2 separate regions of the Mus musculus genome follow, and region 2 is linked to region 1. The links are chromatin contacts, called in public Hi-C maps. All regions are on one chromosome and are shown on one strand. The core of a region is the stretch at or near the end of the contact, and the rest is flanking DNA. Distances in the headings are between cores, read along the strand shown.

Region 1 (7,205 bases), core at 1,616-4,115:
AGCTGATTGCACTGGACAAGGAAGCTGGGGCACCCAGGAGAGGCCTGGGGAGACCCATGGCCGGGCATCAGGGCTATGATGTACCGGAAGAGACTTGCATCAACTGACCCATGGATCCTCAGCAGCTGAGTAGCAGTTAGAGAACTGGAAGTTTACAGCCAATCGTTTCAAAAACCATGGGTGGGCACTGTCGACTCCCTGAGGATTTCCATTCTCCTTTTAGATTAGAAAGCTAATCTAGCCCACCTGCTGTGGTTAATGATAAAGTCACTGTCACCTATATCCTCCTTCAAAACCAAGACTGGACACCCCATTTACAGTCACATAACTAAATGTGGGTCACAGTTAAATTGACCATGGTAAAAATGGCAAGGCACACAAAGACCAGAATTAACTCAAACCAAGTGCGTAGTGGGTCTGCGGTGTTTCTGGCGTGGCAACCTCACTGCAGACTTGGTTCTGAGCTCTTTGTACAGCTCATGAGTTCACTCGGCAGGGTGCTGCTGACCGACATCAGAAACACCTCAGCTCACGTCTGAGACCGCTGTGTTCTCGTTCCCATGTTTGTACTGTGCAGACAAAACTTTCTTCTCTCACAAGAACAGAATGGTTTAAGTGAAAAACAAACAAACAAACAAAACAAAACCCCAAAGGCTTCAGATGTACCCTCCCACCACATCTCAGCATGCTCGCAGCCAATCAGAACAGCGTTGGCTTTCACGCAGCCAATCAGAACAGCTCTGGTTTATGCTGTGATACGGAGTTTGATTATAAAGTTTGCTGTTTGGGTTAAATTAACGTCACATTTGAGTTTCATGTTTTAAAAGTATTCAATGAATTTTGTATTGGGATTAGGCCAGAATTCCCAGCAAGCTGTGAAATGGCCCTAAACATTGTTCTGCCTTGTTTTATTACCAACTTATGTGGATTGGCGTTCTCATCATTCACGACTATAAAATCAAAATATTGACCAACTCTGAACAATACTGAAGGTTCTCTGTGTACCTTGACATCAGCACTCCAGCCAAGAAGTAATTTTCTGTGTAAGAATACACAAGCAAATCTTTTTGTTTTTGTTTTTGTTTTTCGAGACATCTTTAAGCAACAGTATAATTATTTGTGTATAACTGGTAAGAATTATTTTAAAATAAATTAAGTTATGATTTACTATCAGTAAATGCTTGATTTTTAACCTAATTTATATACCTAGGGTTTTTCAAGTACAGGGGCTAAAGGGATGGCTCAGTGGTTCAGATCATTTGCTGTTCTTCCAGGGGCCCCAGTTTCAATTCCCAGCAGTCACATGATAATTCAAAGCCATTCATAACTCCAGTTTCAGGATATCTGACTCCTGCTGGCTTCTGAGGACACCAGGCATACAAACAGTATGCATACATGCATACAAAACGCTCATACACATAAAAAAACAAACCTAAAATATGTGTTTATGTGTACATGAGTGTGTGTGTGTGTGTGTGTGTGTGTGTGTGTGTGTGTGTGTGTGTTTTGAAGACTCTCAAGTGCAAAGTCGTAAGTGGTTAGAAAGCTCAGATCTAGACAGCAGGATGGTAGCAGGCCAGAAACAACTGTCTAACCGCTGGCTGCTTTCTCTGACTTCTCGGGGGGCTGAGCATGGGGCTCACTGGTGCGTGTATGCTTAAGAAGTATGAGGTCTCCAGAACCCCAAAGAGGGTAAATAGATACTGCAATTGGAGGGCTGTGGCTATATTTAAACAGAAGGTGGAGGCAATATTCTGAGCTACCTCCGAGGTGGAAATACATTGGTTCCCTCCCATACCCTCCAACTCTAGACCCAGCATCTCTACCAAGAGAGGAAGTTTATCTCCCAAGCCAAAAGACCAAATATAAGCACTGTTTTTGCCTGACTTGCTTGTAAAAAAAATCTCAACTTCTGACCCAGACATCTCCTGGCTGTGTGTCCTTGGGCCCTCTCTGAGCTTGGACTACCATTCCCACTCTCCCAAAACTGAAACCAGGGTAGAATTGGGAATCTTTTTGAAGACTGTGAAGTGATAGATGGGTGTAAGGTTTTAAGCAGAAAAATATTATTTACTTGTTAAGCAGATTAAGACAGAGAACTCCAAATTGATAACAGGTATGTCTCTATTACTCTTCAAAGGACAGAGAGAAATCACCAGCAGACACCATGGGGACCTGGAAGCCCCTGGTTGTTCATAGCTTCACTACTGTTTAGTAGGCATAGGTCAGGTGGGGTCGGAAAGTCTCCTCTGAAATGTGCAGTCAGTTGTGTTCCAGGCAAACTCAACAATCATTAGCCATGTACTCTTGTTTATTCTGCCCCAGCCTGGAATTTGGCCTCTTACAAAACCCCAGCTTCAGGAGAACAGGTTGGGCCAAAGTGTGTCAAGGTGGCCTCCCAGGAAGATGCCGTGTGTTTGCTCAGCAGATGCCAAGTCACGCCCAGCACAGTGAGCCAGATGACCTCTGTAGACACCTATCTGAGAGCTGGGACCGACCCCCGGGACACTCCTTTCAAATCTGGGTGGCTCCACAGCTGTGTTGGATGGCAGGATGCCATGGTAACCACAGCGGTTTTTTGGCTTAGTCATCTGTCATTGGAACATCTCACGCAAACTGAGCAAAATGTGAAAATTGTGAAACTATGAGAATGGAGCAGCCACGTGCCATATTCACCTGCTATGCAGGGCTTCACCCTCTGCCCTCGGGAGATCAGGGGTGGAACACCCAGGCCAGGGATTCAACATAGATTTTGAGGGACACATGTACTGCTTGAGGCATATCTGTGTTCACGAATGGAAAATGCTCAAAACCGTCTCCCTGGCTACCCACAGTCACGTGCCCTGCTCTGATTTTTCCAGGGCAGGGAGTGCGACCTCGCTGCTGAGTTAGCCTGGCTCTTGAGCCGGGCTGATAGAAACTCCCCCAATCCCCACTTGTTTCTGTGTTTAGGGTTTGGCAAACTGGTGTTTTCACTCTCAGGGGCTAGCTCCATTTGTCTGGCCACTTTTCTGACTACAGTGCTGGGTACTGCACCTTTACAACAAGGCTGTGAGGGCTGAGCACTCAGAGGCAGAGGCTGGGGGATCCCTGAGTTCAAGGCTACCCAGGGCTACGCAGTAAGTATCTCAAAAACTCAAATAATAGTAATAATTTTTTTAAAAACTAGAATAAAGTTCTTGGGTTTTAGCAAATGTGGGAGGTGAGAATATTCATATGCTACCCTGGGGGAAATAGCTGAGCCTATTTCCAGTTGGGGTAACAAAACAGGTGTCCGGTTTTCCATCTCTCTTTCAAACTTTCCTACCTTAAGGAAAGGGCATTCAGAAGCCTCATCAAGGCAATTTTGTTGGAAAATTTGGTCTCATTTTCTGAAGCTAAAGCTAGATAATGCTTTGTTCAGCAATACCGTGTTTAGCTGTCCTCATGGGATGGGTGGAAAACAAGGGGGCTTTCTGGACCTGTTTACCTGTAGCATAAAGCCTTAGTATGCTTTGTGCTAGAACCTCCAAGTAGTTGAATTTCAGTTGGGGATTTTGTTGTAATTCTCTTTGCTTTTCCTCCTCCCCACCTTTTACCAAGTATAATCTGCTCTATGACTCTCCCTAGCCGTATCCCAGATTAATTGGGTCAGATGCTGGGGTGAGGCCAGCAGTGTGTGACGAGCCTTGGTGGAGAGAAAGAAGACTGTGGCCTTCAGGCACAAAGGCAGGAATATTGCAACCCCCATTCCGTACAAGCAGCAGCCCCCACTAATGACAATGGGTTCCACGAAAGCCACACTCTGGAAGAGGTACCCAAGTGGGGCTAGCCACAGAGCTGGAAGACTGTCTCAAAACCACACAAGGCCGTATGATTCTAGAATGCAAGTGGTAGCTGTTCGCCCATGTAGTTCGCCCATGTTCGTCCTTGCAGTTCCAACTCATCTTCAGCTCTACTGAAAGCTGACAGCTCAGTCTTGAAAACCCAAAGCTCTGCTCCTGCTATCAGGAGGATTCCTGCATCCATTTATTGTATCCTCCATTCCAGACTGGACTCCTAAACCATGCCACGCCCTATCTGGGCACCAGGGCTAACAAGGTAACTAAGAAATGATTGTCACTTGCAGGAAGCTCATGCAATAGTCACCTTGGGCCTCAGGGAGAGATGCAGTGAGACAGGGTCAGTCTAGATTAGGTGAGCAGAGACCCTTGGAATCCTTGGGAAACAGGTGGGCGGGAACTGCTAGTAGACAGAGGTGAGCTGGGATTTTTCAGGGTTGCAGCATTGTGGTTCAAATGCCTCCTTTCCTCCATTGCTGTTTCTTCATTGTCGGTTTCCATGGAACCCACATTCTCAATATTTGTTTGAATACTACTGTGGTCTCATTTCCTTCGAATCAGCTGAGCTCTGACAGGCACAGGGGGGTGATTCCCTGAGTCATCTCTGAGGGATGATAATGTCAGGACACTTTTGGGGAATGGAAACGGGTGGCATATGATTTTGCAGGGCCTTCTAACCATGGAGCCTCGGGGTCTACTTGGGCCTCTCGCTCCTTGCACAGCTCAGTGTTGGATCCGTTAGGAATGGCTTTGGCTACAGTTAGCTGATGCGTAACCTCATTTATAGCCAGAGTCTAGAGCGGGCAGCTGGTAGCCTTGCTTCCGAGGCTTACAAATGTCAGGCCACTGACTCAAATTCCCTTGGCCTCTTTCCTCATATTTATCTCTCAGAGTCACATGATACCAGCCAGAGCTGCCCAGTGGCATGAGTAACCAAACCATTGCTACTCAGGAGGGTAAGGTTGTGAATAGCATGTTCAAGGTCAACCTGGGCTATAGTGCAAGAGGAGCCAGAGCAGATCGTCGAGGCCCTGTCTCAGAATAAAAAGCAAGAAGTGCTGGACTGGGCATGAGGCTTGTGGGTAGAGTGCTGCCTGGGTTTGTAAGGTTCCTGGCAAACAGCGAAGCCTTCAGTGCCCTCGTAGCACCTGTTCTAGGCAGGTTGAAGGTGGGCGTGTTACCAGAGCAGGGCCCAGTTAGTTTTTAAAATGAGGTAAACAAAAACTTCCCTGGAAGCTCTCGGCACACTTCCTTTTAAGCCCCACTGGTCAAAGCTGTATCACATCACCTTAAGGGATTGCTGGAGGAAATACCAGTGGCAGGCAATTACCTCCAACTCACAGATCCGCCAGCAAACCTGGGTCTGCCGCGGTTGCTAGGGAACAGCAGCTGTGGCAACAGTAGAAAGCCAACTCTGGACATTCCACCCACAAGCACCACCTCTAGTGTTGTCACGAGTTAGCCTACACCTGTGCAGGATGCTGCTGTGCTATTTCCTTGTCCACACAGCAGAATGGTCCCAGGTACTCAGTACCCTAGCTATTCTGTGCCACTCTGACCACAGGAAAAAGGTTGTGAAATCAAACGGCCTGCTTAATAACGCTGGCTCCAAAGTGGGCCAAGAGAGAGGTGGATGGAGGCGGTCTCTTGCTGGGGTCCTGCCATGGTTGCTTCAGGACACTAACACAGAGGGATGGGAGTGTCCAGAAAAGAGTAACCGTGTGACACAGCCCTTGGTGGGCTCTATAGGACACTAACTACCTCAGGGTTCCCAGCAGCCATGTGGTTGCGCCCCACAGCAGTTCAGGACTGGATCTGAGCTTTATTTTTCACAAAGCATGTTCATGAGCAGAGTGGCTTTAACTGACGATGTGGGGGTTGGGGGAGCAGAGGAAGAGGAACCACTCCCCTGTACATGCGCTGCCCACAGTCTTGCTTTCTCCTAAGTCACCCCTTTCCCACCTCTGTTAACTTCCTCCCTCCTTCCCAAGTCCCCAGGGACTTCATATCCTTTCCCCTCTGTGATGCAAACATTGCTATGGTTTAGGTGTGATCAGACTGTACCCCAAGGGTTCTTACATTAAAAGCCCAGTTCCCAGAATGAGGACATTAAGAGGCAGAGGTGGTGGGTGGGGGGGTCGTGTCAGAAGGAAGCAGGGTAATTCTGTGGTGTTTTAATAGTTCTTGTGAGCATGACTTGTCCCTTCCTGTGCTGTCTTCCTGTCTGTCATGTGGGTTTCATGGCTGTCACAAAGATGGGACATAGCCAGAGAGGCTGCTGTCAGAGCCTTGCCATTCAGTCTTTCAGTCTGTACCCTGTGAACTACATGAACCTCTCTTCTTTATAAAGTACCCAAATTCCATCATTTCCTTGTTGTAGGTAAACAGACATGGGTAGCGTACGGTAGCAGCTGGTGTTTAAGACAGATAGAAACCGAGGTGATGATCCTGCTACACTCTTCACATCGTGGACTGCCTGGTCTAGTCTGGTACCCAGATGGGGTCTGCCCAAGGATGCTTGGTGTCATCTGGCTTTGGTGCAGTGTGGCCACCCATTGCTGAACTCCACAGTTCTCAAATCTATTCACACTAGCCTTTCTCAGGCACTCGGTGTCCCACGCTGAAGCCCAAGGAACTGCAGATATCTCTCACGCTGTGCACCATTGCCCTCATTAGCTTCTTCCTCCAGCAAACACTGTACTGTAGTCCCTGCACCATGGTTGTGGGCAGCTGGCACCAGGTTCCCTTTCTGCCCTGCCAGGGCCATGTTCTCAACCCCTCCCTGATGCTTCTGCCATACCCCCTTCCAGAGTCCCCACCCCTAGAGCTGGAAAAGCCAGATCCTGTGTGGCTGGTTGGCCTTGTCATCCCGCTGCCATCTTCTCTGATCAACAGCCATGAAGTGGGGGGTTGGGGCACACAAGAAGAGCAGAGCCTTTTCCCACACCTCCTCTAGTTCAGGACTTCCCCCAGGTTGACCCTCTCCCTCTATCCTGGGGTGAACTTCCACGGATGCTGTGGTTTGAATGTCTCTGTCTGTCCTCCCCTGCCCCCGCTCCACAGTCATGTGGTGGAAGTGTAATGTGCAGCACACATTCATGGTGGCTGGAGGTGTCACCTGTGAGATGACTGAGATTAGGTGAGGTCATGAGGGTGGACCCATGATGGCCAAGTGCAGGAAGACACATCTGGGTTGGCATACATGTCTGATTTCTGTTACCACACCAGGAGGGCTCCCCACATGTTAGGCAGGTGCTGGTGCCAGGCTCCTAGACTTGCAACGCCGTGAGGCATGAGGCAAACAAACTGTTCTTCTTTATAAATGGCCCTGTCTTAGGGATTCTCTCACATCAACAAGAAATGCTTCCTTTTCCCCTCCTGCCT
Region 2 (7,205 bases), core at 2,505-5,004, 83 kb before region 1:
CCATCCAAAACCTAACCTAAGAGTGTTATTCACAAGAGTGTTTCATAAACATGGCTGAAGGAATAGCCAACGCCTACACCTAAATCAATGTGCTGGAGTCTCACTGTCCTTTTCTAAAAGCCTCTGATTTAAGCCGCTTTTAAAAATATTTTACTTTATATTTTAACTATATGAATTATCTCTCCTGGCCCCACTTAAACAATCTTCTAGTATATTTGACTTTAATACTGGAGAATGAATGAGTCTGGCAGTTCTGCTATCTGGTCTAACCATAGGTTTCATTCTTCGCTACAAATGAAGAGATCAGCATCTGGTCCTACTGGTTTCCTACTGAAAACTAACACTAGGTCACATTTGACCAATCCTCGTTTGTTGGGCCCTCTGAACCTGGATACTATACCTGAGACCCTGGCAATCATGACCTCACATGCTTGGGTCTGGCTTAAGGAGCCAGAGTTTGTTTGTTTGTTTGTTTGTATATAAATATATATTTTTTCATCTTTATATCTTTCAGTTTGAGATGATACTAACCCCAGTCAGTATACTTTTATAATAAATAAAAGCTCTATATAAAAAGCAATGAACTAACCAGTACCCCGGAGCTCTTGACTCTAGCTGCATATGCATCAAAAGATGGCCTAGTCGGCCATCACTGGAAAGAGAGGCCCATTGGACACGCAAACTTTATATGCCCCAGTACAGGGGAACGCCAGGGCCATAAAAGGGGAGTGGGTGGGTAGGGGAGAGGGGGTGGGTGGCTATGGGGGACTTTTGGTATAGCATTGCAAATGTAAATGAGCGAAATACCTAATAAAAAATGGAAAAAAAAAAAGAAATAAAGAAATTTATAGATGCTTCAACTGTCATAGGAAAAAAAAAAAAAAAAAAAAAAAAAAAAAGCAATGAAAAGGAAGTATCTAGGCTCCCTCTATTGTCTATGAACCAATACAATTTCAAAACATAAATACTTGGGGGAAAAGCTTATCCTTATTATTTTCCCTTTTGCCAAATAAGAGTCACTGAAAATTAACTATTCATAAAAAATAAATATTAATAGAAAAAAGAAAGGTATAACAAAAGAATTTTTAAAATTTAAATGTGTTGATCTTTAAGGAAAAGCTACTAGAGAGTTTTTCACACTTCACAAAGATGAATCCCAGAGGCAACTGATCCAACTAAACAACTTCATGAAGTAACACAAATAAAAGATGAATATTTTGCCTGGGATCATTCAGTCATATCCCAAATCTCAACTCACTGTAATTTCCAGTACTTGGACTTGAGTCTGGATCTAGTTTATAGGAAAAGGTAAACCTTGCTCTGTGGACGACGGGATGTCCTCCTTACGCCATCACCATTAGGTGGTAGGTTGGTAGGTTTTAATGTAGATACTTTTGTGCCTGCTATATTATATTATGAGTATATTATTATTGTTCCTGCTAGAATAGTACAGTAGCATTATTTTATAGATGATGATGAAAATCTTGATGACAGTAACAATGATGATAAATTTCTGGCACTGAGCATAAGGAGACCTGACTTTGATCAAAGAGTGAAGTTTTAATGCACTACATAGCTTCCAGAAATGTTGTGGGGCTTGGCACCTCTCACTCATCTGTTCTCTTGCTGATTTTTTGGGGGTGGCTAAGAAACCTATATTCTACATAGGTTACCATTTTCAAGTAGTAACCAAAAGGAGATCCAATTATAATAATTATTTTCAACCACTCGTTACCATGTGAATCAGACAAGGTATTTTTTGTTGTTTCTGTTTGCTTGATGAATGATGAGAATACAGCAAAAATAATTCTTGGACAGAGATATTAACAGAGATTTGAATTATCAGAAATTTGGGGGAAAAAAACCTCAGGAACTGGAACTATGGCTCAGTGGTTAAGGGTGATTCCTGCTCTTTCAGAGGACCTGAGTTCAGTTCCCAGAACCTACACAGCAGCTCACAACAGCCTATAACTTCAGCTCCAAAGAATCCAATGCCTTTTCTAGCTTCCACAGGAACCCACACACATGAGACATATATCCAGACAAATACACATAATAAATCTTAACTACACACACACACACACACACACACACACACACACACACACACACACACACACAATTAGCAAATAAAAAGAAAAAAAGATTTCTATATTCTATCTATTTATTCTAAACTGTGATACCAAAAATATCTATGCACTTTAAAGTTCTTTAATTCTGTGAGTAGTTGCCTTCCCTGTGACCTTTAGCTTTTTTCTGGCATGCACACATAAACAGGATTTGTGGGCACATTACTAGTGTTTGGGTCAGGGAAGGAGACTATGGAAGAACTACAAAGGCTAATACATCTTTCTTCATGCTCTCCTTGATGGTAAATAATACATGACCTTCTCTTTGGAACATAAAATACTGTGTTTCTTGGGCTGCCTCTTTCAGGTTCTAAGTTTCTGGTTACCTTCTCTTTTCATTTGCTCTACAGAAGCTAACTAGTATTTGATGATGGTGGGCTGTCATGGGATTTACACTCACTCTCTTCATTAATTTCAGAATGGAGAATCAAGTGGCTCACAATATTTTTAGAGAAAAGTTTCTATCACAATTTTGAGGGACAAAAGTTATTGTTAAAATAGGTGAGTAACAGCAATCAATAAATGTCACTGCAGAGCAAATGAGTGCCACTTTTGCACTTGTTGAAGCACAAATACTATATTTTCTTAGCCTAATACTCATTTCAGGTCTGTGCACTTCACTAAGGTAAATCAATTATCACTTACCATTAATAAGCAGAGAACTATCGGATCCTGGGTATGAATAGTTTAGACGACCTGAAGGTAAAAGAAGGCCGTTTGTTACTAATTTTTTTTTCATAGATAGTTTAAACTTATTCAATAACAGAGCGGAGTTGGTGGCTTCTAATATGCAAAATATTTACAAATCTCCATTATGGGACATGAATTTGTTGTTCTAAGGAACATAGCTAATCAGAGGATGTGCCAAGCATCGATGTACCAAAGGGGAAGTCTGAAGGTGATAAAGTGTCTCTCAAATTTAGTTACTCAAACATAAGAACTAGCTAAGTAGTAAGGTCATTGTTGTTTCCAAATCACCACCCAAAATATGCTCCTCTACACCATATGTATGCCCTGTAAGTATGAAATATTTTTCATTTTGTGTTGGTTGTTACTTTTTTTAAAGGATGCACTTAACCACAAATTTTCCTATGTGGCTTTTTCCTTAGGAAAAAGGCTTTCACAGGTAAAGGCGTGTAGGAGGCTTTGAATTTGGGTTTTGGGCCATGCAAAGTGAATATTCACTTAACTTCCAAGTTTGAAATGGTTCATAAATTTTGAAACTAAAATCACTATTCAAGCTATTCCCAAAACAGAGCTGTGAAAGCTCTCAAGGTGCTGGAAGAACTTCTCGCCCGGGCAGGGAAGGCCAGGGAATTTCTGTGCCGTTAAGAAACTGTATTTTTGTTTTTTGAAGTACCTCTATATGTAAAGTGAGCTATCTAGACCACAAATCCTCACTGAATACCCATTGTGTACACAATAAGTTACAAAATAAATATTGTTGTGGCAACGTTTTTAAGCCTCCATACCCCATGTACCCATTTTTACCAATCTTCAAAAAAATGGTGGAGAGCCCTCAGCATGTTCAGCAAAGGCTGAAAAACCTGGCTGCTAACTCTCTACAATGATCAGGAGTAGCTGCCAATATCTAATTGACTCTGAAGTACAAAGGTCCCTTTAGGAAATAGCACTGAGCTCTGGCCTCACGGAGCAGTGAGGCTTATGGGCTGTGGAAAAGCAGAGAAGAGGCAGAGACTCTGCCAAGCCTTCTCTAACTGCCAGCAAGTCTCTACTCAATTCAGAGAACACTCTGGGAACCAGAGCTAATGTGGTCCCACCACTCCAACACCATGGACAAACAAGTCTTCAGAAGGAAGTTTCAATGTGAGACTCTTGCCTTGGAAAGGAACTCACAGAAATGCCCCATGTCACAAAAAGAGAAGAATCTGTAACTAACCTATATCCAACACCACAACTGGTTAAACTTTGCAACCAATTTAAAATCAAATAAAGGGGCTTTCCAAGATAAAATTAGCTGCTCTCATTATGATTTAAGCTTGTTGCTATTTAGGGAATGAGTGGAGAAATGGAGCTAAGGAAAAAGTGAAACCTGATTTTGATACTTCAATTTCTGACTAAATATTGTTTTGTTTCTTTACTGTTGATGTGCAGATCAAGTACTCAACTCTGGTAAATGCTACTGGAGCTGATTTAACTACAGCTTGGATTCTACTCCTGTCACAACATACTTAAAAAAAAAAGATCTGAGATGCGTGAAACAGGAGCATGACATGAACCATTAAACCTCACCTGTTTTCTTTAATGAAACATGTCTAGATTTTGTTGCTATGTAATCCTCTAAGGAAATGAGTTAACAGGAGCTATTAAAACCACTTTCTTTCATCATCAAACATTTTTTAAAAATATGAACTAAGAAGACAACACATAAATAAAAGCATTTATATTGATTAAAATTAAGAGCTGAGAAGAGTTGTCTTTGTAATTCTGAGGACATGCTCTAATTTCTTTGGAGCTGACACTGTAGTCAAAGCTGGGGTTGTTCCACATGAACCAGAACGTCTCTTATTTTGGGCTAAGAAAGGCTACAAACAACAATGGGAATCCAAGTGACAGATTACCATACTGCCTGGCCCAGTTGAACAAAGTTCAAATTTACCAGAAACATGTCTTCTGGGTATTTTTGGAGGACAGAGAAATATTTTGACTTCACAGACACAAAAATTTGGCTCAGCTCAGGTATGTGCCTACTTTTAGGTGAGTGACATTTCACAGCTGATCTGCTCCTTAGCCTTCTACTTTGCACCCAAGATACAACATGACACTTTTTGCCACTGTCAGCATAGTCCCAGCTGGAACACTGCCTGTGAGCCTTTAACAGCTTTAACTTGCCTTCTGATAAGGTTTACTGCTAGGAGAGCATCTGCTTTGATCCTGAGAGGCCCATATACTATGCATGTGATATCCTACTAAAACAATCAAGAATTCTCCCTCTACTTTTAAAGAATCAGCAGTGACATTAAAAGATTTTTTTAAAAAAAGTTTCACAGTATTTTCCAATTCTGTAAATTCTTTCTATAATAAATATATAACAAATCTAAAAAGTCATTCATAATTATGGGTACTATCTCTCCTTCTCTGGAAATTCTCCTAAAGTGCCATCATACTATGGAGGACCTGAACCTTCTACAAGCTACCCCTAGTGTCTTTTTGTGCCTTCTGTCTTCTTTGCCCTCTGGATGCCAATACTGCTCATTGTCTTCCCTTTCCTATTCAGTGACTAAGATCCTGACTCGCCCATCCCATAGATCCACAGTGGGATTCATTGCATGCTCCTAGCCAAAGACTGGCTATCATGTTAATGTGTCTTGGTACCTATCTTCCTATCTAAACAGTTCTTTTTTTTTTTTTTAATTCATAGCAAAAGTTAGTTCCAGAGTCGTACATTTGTTTTAAGTGATGAATCTAAATAAGCATTTTATTAATACCAAAAAAAAAAATCACAGATCACATTACTTTCATTCTTACTGTTCAGAGAAATGTATAACAATATGCAACCACATACACCTATTGATACTGAATCACAGTAGTTTCACTATCCTAAGATTTCTCTGTTCTGCCTATTCATTCTGTCCTATCACCTAAACTTCAGATCTTTTTTGCTAGTTTTATAGCTTTCCCTTTACTAGAATATCAATTGGCTGAAACCAGCGAACCAAGCCTTATCAGACTGGCTTCCTTCATTTACTGTGGATTTATGGTTCTTCTATATCTATATCTTCTATCTATATTCTAGAGCTCAACAGCTCATTTCTTTTAGTATAACATTACAGTTTGGTACAGTAGTATGGAACTACTAAAGGCTATTTTGAATACTTCTGAGTATGGCAGTTACTAGCTAACCTGTTAGAAACACCTCTGTGTTGGATTTTGTTAAGGAGACAAGCTTTTTGAGGAGCTTTTCCAAACATTTTCAGGGCTGTCTTTTTTTCAAGACACTTTTCCCAAAACGGAAACCTCTTTTTATATTAGCTCTCTAAATCCCAGTCATAGCAGTAGCCAGTCTTATGTAACCATTTCAGCTAGTGGATAAATTCTCTCATCTCTTTTATATAATAAATGCTCTTTTGAACTAAAACATTTTTAAAAAACCAAACCTCTCCATTTCCTGTCTGGGCACCAGAAACAAAGAGTTCATTGCACTGAACTTAAAACATAAGTATTTCATAATGAATAAAGGATAAAATAAAAAATAATTGGGATAGGTGAACATAAATATAATCCAGTACCTGTGGTCTTTTTATCTACAATTTTTTATTATTTAAATACATTTTATATATATATATATAACATATTAATAATATTGAGTATTTTGAGAATCAAATAATACATAAAATTTTTGTCCAACTTTTATATTTATATCCTTTCATACCCTAAAAATATCATTAATGAATATTTAATACTATCTATAACTGAGGATCCTATATCTAATGTTGAATACTAAATTGTTACAAAACATATAAAATATTCTTGGGGAGTTAAGCATAGTAAAAGAGCATAAAATATTAAAAATGAATCATTAAGAAATATATTCAAGAGCTGGAGAGATGGCTCAGTGATTAAGAGCACTGACTGCTCTTCTGATGGTCCTAAGTTCAAATCCCAGCAACCACATGGTGGCTCACAACCATCTGTAAAGAAATCTGATGCCCTATTCTTGTGAGTCTGAAGACAGCTACAGTGTACTTAAGATATAATAATAAATAAATCTTAAAAAAGAAATATATTCAAAAGCCCTTATATGATACCATCTGACACAGTGACAAAGTATTTAAAACGTGTTTTATATCTGTGTACATTTTCTAACAATCAGTTTACTTAAAAAAGATTATCAGTGTTTCTAGGAGAGAAATTATTTTATCATTAAAGTATATTTTAAAAATTTCAAGATAGCAAAAACTCTTTGAAGTTAAACATTATGAAAATGTGAATTTCAAGCAAAGTGAGAAAATTTATCAATAATATTTCCATGATGTTTGTAGAACATGATTTAAATATTTTCAACTGTTAATATTCAAGAAACAAAATAATCATTTTAAGATATATCTCGTTGTT

Evidence for each region. A called contact is a pair of places that touch in the nucleus more often than the background predicts.
Region 2: a Hi-C map of liver shows a contact between it and region 1, with 3 times the contacts expected there. The contact joins the enhancer-like site here to the promoter of D630024D03Rik in region 1. A contact is called at or near these places in 1 of 39 promoter capture datasets (the SN4741 cell line), 1 of 15 datasets of contacts at CTCF or cohesin (the G1E-ER4 cell line), 3 of 484 Hi-C or Micro-C datasets (liver and uterus) and 3 of 115 datasets of contacts at active chromatin or transcription factors (CD8 T cells, bone marrow-derived macrophages and liver).

What each region holds. Positions count from the first base shown.
Region 1 is chr11:31,820,207-31,827,411 of GRCm38.p6, reverse strand. It overlaps D630024D03Rik (RIKEN cDNA D630024D03 gene), which reads left to right and starts at 2,865. Exons shown (of 4, transcript NR_102314.1): 1 at 2,865-3,119.
Region 2 is chr11:31,904,445-31,911,649 of GRCm38.p6, reverse strand. Cpeb4 (cytoplasmic polyadenylation element binding protein 4) reads right to left here. Exons shown (of 10, transcript NM_026252.4): 3 at 2,775-2,825. Among named protein-coding and RNA genes, the nearest start is that of Cpeb4, 37 kb to the right of the region's middle. Within about 2 kb of position 3,754, at least 38 of the 459 cell types and tissues checked have an H3K27ac peak or open chromatin away from gene starts, as enhancers often do. A contact at or near this core is called in liver, where this site is marked.